2 separate regions of the Mus musculus genome follow, and region 1 is linked to region 2. Evidence: chromatin contacts called from public promoter capture Hi-C data. All regions are on one chromosome and are shown on one strand. Each heading gives the region's core, a stretch centred on a gene start, on an enhancer-like site or on the middle of the called end of the contact. The rest is flanking DNA. Distances are from core to core; before and after follow the strand shown.

The links. Promoter capture Hi-C pulls out the DNA fragments that hold promoters and counts their contacts.
Region 1: a promoter capture Hi-C map of the SN4741 cell line shows a contact between it and region 2, with 2.8 times the contacts expected there. The contact joins the enhancer-like site here to the promoter of Frk in region 2. A contact is called at or near these places in 10 of 39 promoter capture datasets (the 3T3-L1 cell line, 3T3-L1-derived adipocytes, the SN4741 cell line and 4 more), 6 of 484 Hi-C or Micro-C datasets (the AML12 cell line, the C2C12 cell line, the MC3T3-E1 cell line and 3 more), 2 of 115 datasets of contacts at active chromatin or transcription factors (intestinal crypt epithelium and intestinal villus epithelium) and 2 of 9 other capture datasets (adipose tissue and pancreatic islet).

The regions. Positions count from the first base shown.
Region 1 is chr10:34,615,848-34,620,179 of GRCm38.p6, forward strand. No RefSeq gene overlaps it. Among named protein-coding and RNA genes, the nearest start is that of Frk, 130 kb to the left of the region's middle. Within about 2 kb of position 2,799, at least 34 of the 459 cell types and tissues checked have an H3K27ac peak or open chromatin away from gene starts, as enhancers often do. A contact at or near this core is called in the C2C12 cell line, the SN4741 cell line, adipose-derived mesenchymal stem cells and 1 more, where this site is marked.
Region 2 is chr10:34,482,077-34,485,896 of GRCm38.p6, forward strand. Frk (fyn-related kinase) reads left to right here and starts at 1,324. Exons shown (of 9, transcript NM_010237.3): 1 at 1,324-1,512; 2 at 1,669-2,293. The coding sequence starts at 1,929.

The DNA of each region.
Region 1 (4,332 bases), core at 1,549-4,048, 140 kb after region 2:
TAGAGATATGGTTTTGAAATTAGAATTAAAGAGGTGGCCAATTTTATTGAACCTGAAAAGCTAGAGAACACAGAACTTTCCTATTAATCTTTAGCATCCTGATATCCTGAGGAAGAATGTGTTCGTCTGAGAAGAATACTCAAAGTCTAACAGCCAGAGGGTAAAGCCAAGTGAGAGGGAAGAAGTTTGAGACCACACACATTGCATAGGCAACTTTTCCTGATACACAGGTGTGAAGAGACATACATAGCAACTAAATGTGACTGCAGAATTCACAGGAGACACTAGATTTGTTTGGTAGCTTAAGTAGGGTTACCAGAGGTAATATCAGCAGGAAAATGCTAAGTAGTACAGAGAAGGAGTATTCTATATCTCTAATGAGTCTGAAAGAATAACCTATCACAATCCTGGCTATTGAATTTGAGTAGATTCTACAACATGGTTCTTTGTTCTTTTCTGGTGATTTAAACCTGGAATACAATAAAGGCACATATTGAACTGGTGTACCTCTTATTCCAGAAAAACCATTTAGTTTGTTTTAAGGAAAGACTTATATTGCCATGTCCTTACCTTTTTTTTTTTTTTCTAAGACTGATCCAGTTTCTTAACTTTGGAACAAGCAGATGGATTTTCTTTAAAAGTAGAAGTTTCACCTAGCTTAGAGAAGCATTAAAAAAAGAAAAAAATTTAAGTAATTCCAAGTGAAATATCTATTCATTTCCCTTGGCTATGGATGTCAGATCTAATTATTCAAAATGAAACAATATGGCTCATTGCAGATGAATTATGAAATCCATTTAAGAGTATGTTAAAATAGTGTCAAGGAGGTGATGGGAGATTTGCGATTTAATATCTCAGGGGGGAAGACTTAGACTATCCAAAGAATAAAATTATAAGCAAAGAGAAAAAGAAAAAGAGTAAAAACAGAGGATGTTGAGACTATCTTAAGAATATAATCAACATCGCTCCAAAAATGTTCCTTCCTTTAACTGATGTAGACTGGTTAAGAATAATACAGAAAGTTTTTTATTTGACTATTGAATATATGTAGTTAGAGCTTAGAGTTTCAGGACCTGAATTAGACAAAACAGGTTTTGTAATAAAATATTTCTTGGGGATTATCTTCAACTTAATTTTACAGTGTTACAGAACTTTCAAAATGAGAGGAACCCTTGAGACCATGACTCTCAGGTTATCTTACCTTTTGTTAGAAACTCAGAAGCAAAAATAAAAAAAAAAGCAAAGGATCTATAGCCATGTGGGAGAAATTTTCCTTCAAATGAAACTGCTCCATGGACTCTACCTCCTTGCAGGATTGCATATCTTCACAAAAAGATCAGATGAATATAATGTGTTGTGCTATCTTTTTCTCCCCTTGTATTTTAGAGAAATTCACAGTATTCAATGTAGAGAAGTGCAAACGCTAATGGTTTTATTTTGTCTTTGTGCATTAAAATCACAAAGCATGCAAGTTGTGCAATGTTAGGCAAGTGAGAACAAGCAACAAGAAACTGCAAAAATCGAAGAAGTAGGACAAGCTGTTTATTAGTTCTCAATGTGACCAGCAGATGGGGGCCCAGCTTGCTGCTGAAGGTTGGGATCAGAAAGAAAAAGCTAAGAAGAGGAAAACCAATGTAAAAATTCTCATATCACATTCAGTTGTGTCAAATATTAGTGAGGGAAGTTCTTCCATTATTAAGTTCTCAAAACTTCAATGAAGAATTGGATGTTATGATCTCTCTAATGTATCCAAATTTTAGAGAAATAAAAAAATACACATTTCAATTCTTGTAGATGTTTGTTATTAAAATAGACTTGAGTACTCCTCACCAAAACAGAGCTTATAGCACATCACCTTTATAGAAGTTTTTATGTGTATTTCACGATGCATCCTGAATAGATTCCCACATGTCTAATTATATTTCAAATGAATTGAAATACTTTTTATATACCTTCGCTTACTTATTTATTCATTTAGCCAGCAATTATAAATAGATCTCTGTGAAATTAATATGGAAAACTCCAGGCATTGGGATTACTATTAATACAAAAAGGAAAATATTTTAAACACTAGCATAAACCAATAATTTACAATTTATGTTCTTTAATAATAGGTGACTCAAATTATTATTAAATTATTATGCTAATGTAAATTGTATAATTTTTCCCATTGTGCGTTAGAATGTTTAGATCAGGAAACAGGAGAAAATAATATGTTGCTTGTGGTATTAACTCTACATAATTTGAAATTTTAGAATAATTTTATTTTCTCCCACTAAATACTTAATGCATTTTCTGCACAAAATTTAAATATTTATATGTAAAGTATTGATTTTGTGCTGATACCTTTAGCACATCTAAGTCACAGTGGTATTTTTAGGAGGCCAAAAAACCAGTTAATCTGTATTGTATTACATACTCAATACTACAATTATAGATTAATGTATTGAGTAAAGAAGAATTAGTATTTTCAGCCTACTATATAATAATACATAGATTTCTAATGATAATCAAAATCCATGCACTTCTGCAGGAATGATACAATTACCTTTTCTCTTCCATTTCTGGCGTTGCCTTGTTACATTCTCAAAAGAAAGGCCTCATAGGGAAAAGAGTTTACACAAGAGAAGCTCTATTTGGTTAAATGCCGGGAAATGTTTGTGCAGCATCAACTTTCTTGTTGGTATTGTTTTGGGAGAAAATGTGAATCAGACCACGGAAACCTTAGATTTCCAGAGTGTTTCTGGCTAAAGTGCCCTTGAGAGAACATTCCGTTTCCCTTATATGGAACTTCTGAATGCTGAGTCACACTGAGTGATAGCAGGGGAACCAAGACTATAGCAGGAAGAGAAAGGGTTGGTCTTCCCTGAGGAATTCAGGGATTTCCCAGGTTTCAAACCACATGGTGCTGTCCCCTTTTCTCTTTCTTCATCCTTTCTGTTTTGCTGAATGGTCCAACTGAGATCTGAGATGATGAGGAGAAAAGCAATGAGGAAGAAGGAAAAAAGTATAGATGAGTAGAGATACTAGCAGAGTTGTCTTGGAAGAACTAGGTCTCCTCTCTTGAAATCTCAGTTTTATTGTATCTATTTCAGTCTCAGGCAGTAATTTGTTGACAGTATTTTGCCAAATCAAATAATTTAATTTTATAATCAGTTTTTCCTGCTCTTAGAAATATTGTTAGTATTTACGAATTGCAATGAGAATTTCATGAAGAAAATGCCTTGAATATTTTATGAAGGTCTTAAAATATTTGGATCTATGTACATGTTATTAAGTATAGCTAACTCGAAATACCACTTAATGGGTGCTGTATGGGCAGCTAATTCTTCACAGTTATTCCCTTGCTATATAGTGTTTCCTTTTGTAATTTGGTCAATGTGTGGTTAAGTAAAGCAAATTAATTTAATCTTAAAGTGAGTAGTAAATCTCTCTTGAAGGTTGAGATACAGAGATGAATGAGTTCTATGGGTAAAGCACCCTATATAACCCTGGTTGGTACTAGAACTTGCTATGTAGACCAGCCTGGTTTTAAATTCACAGAGATCAGCCTATCTTCGCCTCTCCAGTTGTCTTCAGGATACAACGCTTGTATCATCACACCTGAAAAGACTGGACTTTCATCAGATCATGTGTAGCGTGCAGAATCCTGTGCCACGTGCAGCTCCATGCATTTGTCTCTCTTGATTATCAAAACAAGTCTTTAACCTAGACAAAAGCTCATTTTTCAGATTAAAAAACAAAAGTTAAAAGTGGCTAACTAATATGCCCAAGGGTAGCAACTCATGGTTGGTATATAAACTGCAAATCCAGCAAGTTCAACTCCAAAAACACCAATCAATCGATCAATCAATCAATCAATCAATCAAGCAAGCAAGCAAACAAATGAACCAAAAAACCACTCAAGCCCAGGTTGAGTCCTTCAGGATGGCTAGTTATAGGGAATGTGTATGAGTACAGTGTGGTGAGGGCTATTATCCAGATATGCATTCTAGGGGCTCAGGAGTCACACTGAAAATCAGAGATAGCGTTGGTCTGAGATGGAAGAGGGTGACAAGGCCAGATTTTAAATAAAGTTGTGTAGGAAGCCAAGGATACTAACTTTAACATAGAAAAATAACTGTGACTGTGGGGCAATGGGCTATTCACAGACAGGCTGGTCTCCAGTCGAGCTGAGGTCTGAATCCTGGAGAAACCCAATGGTGATAATTCACCTACATGGGACGGTAGGTGTACCCTCATGTCTCCTGGAACCCTGGCTCCTGTCGAAGTTACCACCCCCACAGCTTTCACAAGAGAAGCATGTGCCTAGTAGTCATGTAGACAATGTCC
Region 2 (3,820 bases), core at 74-2,573:
TAAATTTAGGGTAGCAAGGCTGGGTGTGGTGGGGCACACCTTTAATCCCAGCATTCGGGAGGCAGGAGGCAGGCAGATTTTGAGTTCGAGGCCAGGCTGGTCTACAAAGTGAGTTCCAGGACAGCCAGGGCTATACAGAAAAACCCTGTCTCGAAAAAACCAAAAACCAAAACCAAAAACAAACAAACAAACAAAAATTTAGAATAGCAAAGGGTTTGGAGTCTTAAATCCACTTAAAGTTGAGTTTGGGTCCACCTGTGCTTAGTAGACCTTCTCATTCTTTCTGTTTCTACATCATGTAGATGTCCCAGGAAAGACCACAGCATCTGTAAGCCATGTTTAAAGAAATCAAGAAGATACCACACTTTCACAGTTCATGGTGTTTGGTACAGAATATTTGTTATGATTCATTGGTATCATGATCACTATTTTCATTTCTGTGTAAAATAAGGAATTACACGTGCAGTCTGTTTTAGGTCTCATGGTATTAAAATAAAACAAAATATGTCTCAGAATTTGGCTTTATGTGTGTGTGTGTGTGTGTGTGTGTGTGTGTGTGAGCCATGTGTGATGGATATGTGTCTATGTATGGGTGTACATATATGTGGAAGACAAAGAACATTGCGGCCTGCTTTGTCATTTGCAACCTTATTTCCCTTAAGAAATGGTCCCCTCCCGAGGTTGCCTGTTTCCATTTTTTTCTGCTGGCCCTCAGTGCTGCAGTCCCAGAATGTCTATCTTAACCTGAGCCTGAGTTGTTCTGAGGTCTCACCACAACCCCACGGAGTCAGCATGACTATGGACCTGAAGTCCAACTTGAAGAGACAGCATCTCTACAAATGCTCTTATCAGCCTGCCACCTGTTTCTCCTGTGTGTGCTTGGGTACACGTGCTACAGAAATAGCGATGTAAGGGGTCAGGAATGAGATGTCTCTGTGGGAAAAAGCAGCCTTTCGGGTTCTCAGCATTTTGCCCAGCTGCTTTGCTACTCTTTTTTTTTTCACCAGAAACTTCTGAGGCTATTAAAATCTATTCCTAGTGATTAAAAAAAAAAATGGTAGGGACTCAAAGGCTCTTTTTCAATTGCCACATGTCTGGCAGATCCTACCTAAACACCCAGTTTTCTCCTTTTAAAATTTTCTCTACCAGTATCAAAACAATCCTACTCATATTTGTGAGGAAATAAATCTCTGCCTTGCATTCTGTGTAGGGAATATAGCAAGACAGATAGCCATCTGGGCTAGCCTGTTTCTCTGGGTTTTGGCTGCTTTAAGAATCTGGCTTCTTGGTAAGGGGGCTGGTCTATCCTGGGTGTGGGAGGAGGGAGCGGGAAAGCTGACCTGGGAGTTCCTTTTAGATCAGACAAAAAGAAACCAGGAAGTTAGGAGGAATTATTACAGTCTGTACAGCTCAGGATGTTAAAGGCGATAACCTCCACGGCCTGGTTATTCATTAGCAAGAAGGAAAGCTCCGGAGAGAGCAGAACTCTCTCAGCTGCAGGCTTGAAGCAGGGTGAGAGCAGCTGGAGCAGGCCGGGCTGGGAGCTTGTTCCTGGAGTTAGTCTCTCTCTAACTTTTTCCGGGGACAGAGGGAGAGGTGGCTGTTCTTTGTTCTCAAATGTCCCTCTAAATAAAACCCTTTTTATTTTACTTATTGTTCGGTGCCCAGGCAGTCAGGAAGAAGCACCTTCCCACTGGACCTCCAGCTCAGTCCTCTCTTGGTTTTGCCTCAGGGCAGCAGCTACAAACAGAAAGCCAGCTGTGAGTGTCTTGGCCAAGCCCAGATCTGCCGGAGAGAGGAGAGATCCGAAGCGGGAGGTATGGTGAGTTGCAGCTGATTTGGAAGCTGCCTGGTGGAGGACCGTGGCTCTGTACAGCTTGTGGGGAGAGGACTATCCTCTCCTACAACTACTAAGCTAGAACAACACCATGGGCAGCGTCTGTGTGAGACTCTGGGCATACCTGCAGCCTTTTCTCCCGTGCTGGTCTCAAGAGGCAGACAAGTCAGTAGTAATTGAGAATCCAGGGGCCTTCTGTCCCCCAGAGGCTCCCAGGTCACAAGAGCCCGAGAGAAGCCATGGCCAGTATTTTGTGGCTCTGTTTGATTACCAAGCACGTACTGCAGAGGACCTGAGCTTCCGTGCCGGCGACAAACTCCAAGTCTTGGACACTTCGCATGAGGGCTGGTGGTTGGCCAGACATTTGGAGAAGAAGGGAACCGGCTTAGGTCAGCAGCTACAGGGCTACATTCCTTCCAATTACGTGGCGGAGGACCGGAGTCTCCAGGCAGAGCCGTGAGTAGCACCGGCCATACTTTTTTCTTGATTCTTTCGGGGTTGGATACTGAACTCTGACTCTCCTTCCTTCCTATCCACGGACTCTCATTCACAGATCGGTCCAGTGTATGGAAAGGCATTCTAGAAGCTGTTAATTGAAGCATGTCTTTCTCGCAAAGTGAGAGAGAACTGCTAAAATGACTTTGATTATAGTGGGCACACCTATGGTCCATCTAATACTCTCCCTCTGCCTCACTTTCAATAGAACTACATTTTCATTTACGGGCAGCTATAGTCTCTCCTAAACCTACTTTCAAATCTAAAATCGGAGGCTATTTGTTTAGTTAGTGTAAACTTTCCAAGCATTCCAAACTAATGCTACAAATCCTGCAGTTGACCACAACCATTTCCATTATGGTAGGCTCACAAGTGGGCTAATTTACAAAGACAACAAAACAACTACACAGTAGTAGTTTTTTTTTTTTTTTTTTTTTTCCTGGTGAAATCATAACAGAGAAAACTTTCTTGGTGTTCCTAGATCCTGAGGTATATTCAAATTACGAAAATAGCTTTTGGTTTTTAGGATTAAAAAGTGGCCAGGTATAGACAGCAAATTTTAAGAAGAAAAATCACGGAGATATTTCTTTCAATACTAGACTAAGATTTCATCCTGAAAAAGTGATTTTAGAAGGGGGGCCGATGATGAACACATCTAATTATTGCTTTTTGCCTCAGTTCTAGTTATCTGTCTCTGATCGTGGAGGTTAAACAATGATCTAACCTTGTAAGAAATGGACTACAAAAGGTTGTTTAATACATCTTACAGACGGAAATGTCCCTGCAAGCTCAGGTTCTGAAACTTTTTCTCCAGCTGGTGGCGCTGCGTTTGAAGTCTGTGGAAGCTTTAAGAAATTGTGCCTGGGTGGTGGGCAGGCCTCTGCAGAGTGTAGCTAGCCTTTACTCCATCCTGCTCCTGTGTTTACTGCTACACCATACAGTCTGTCACATGCTCTTTCCACCCTGAACTTAAGCACTATGCCTGCTGTCCCATGACAGATTAAAACCTTCAGTAACTATGAGCCAAACTAAATATTTCCTCCAGAGAAAGAGGGAGGGAGGGAGGGAGGGAGGGAGGGAGGGAGGGAGGGAGGGAGGGAGGGAGAGAGAGAGAGAGAGAGAGAGAGAGAGAGAGAGAGAGAGAGATTGAATAATTCCTATGGTTTATGATGCACAAGGGAGTTCATTTAGTATTTGCATACTTCCTACAGTTTATGGTACAAAAGAAGAAAAATTATAAATTTATTTAAGCCACATCCATTCATCCATCTATCCATTCAAAGAGCAGACATATTGGTGGGTAGTTTAGGGCTGTGTGACTAGAAAGTAGATAAAATGAAATCCTTGTTTTTCTAAATAATTACATTTTTGAGTAACATGTTTTTCAACAGTTTTCTACTTTAATATGTCCATCTATCTATCTATCTATCTATCTATCTATCTATCTATCTAACTAATCTATCTATCTAATGTATGTGAGTACAATTT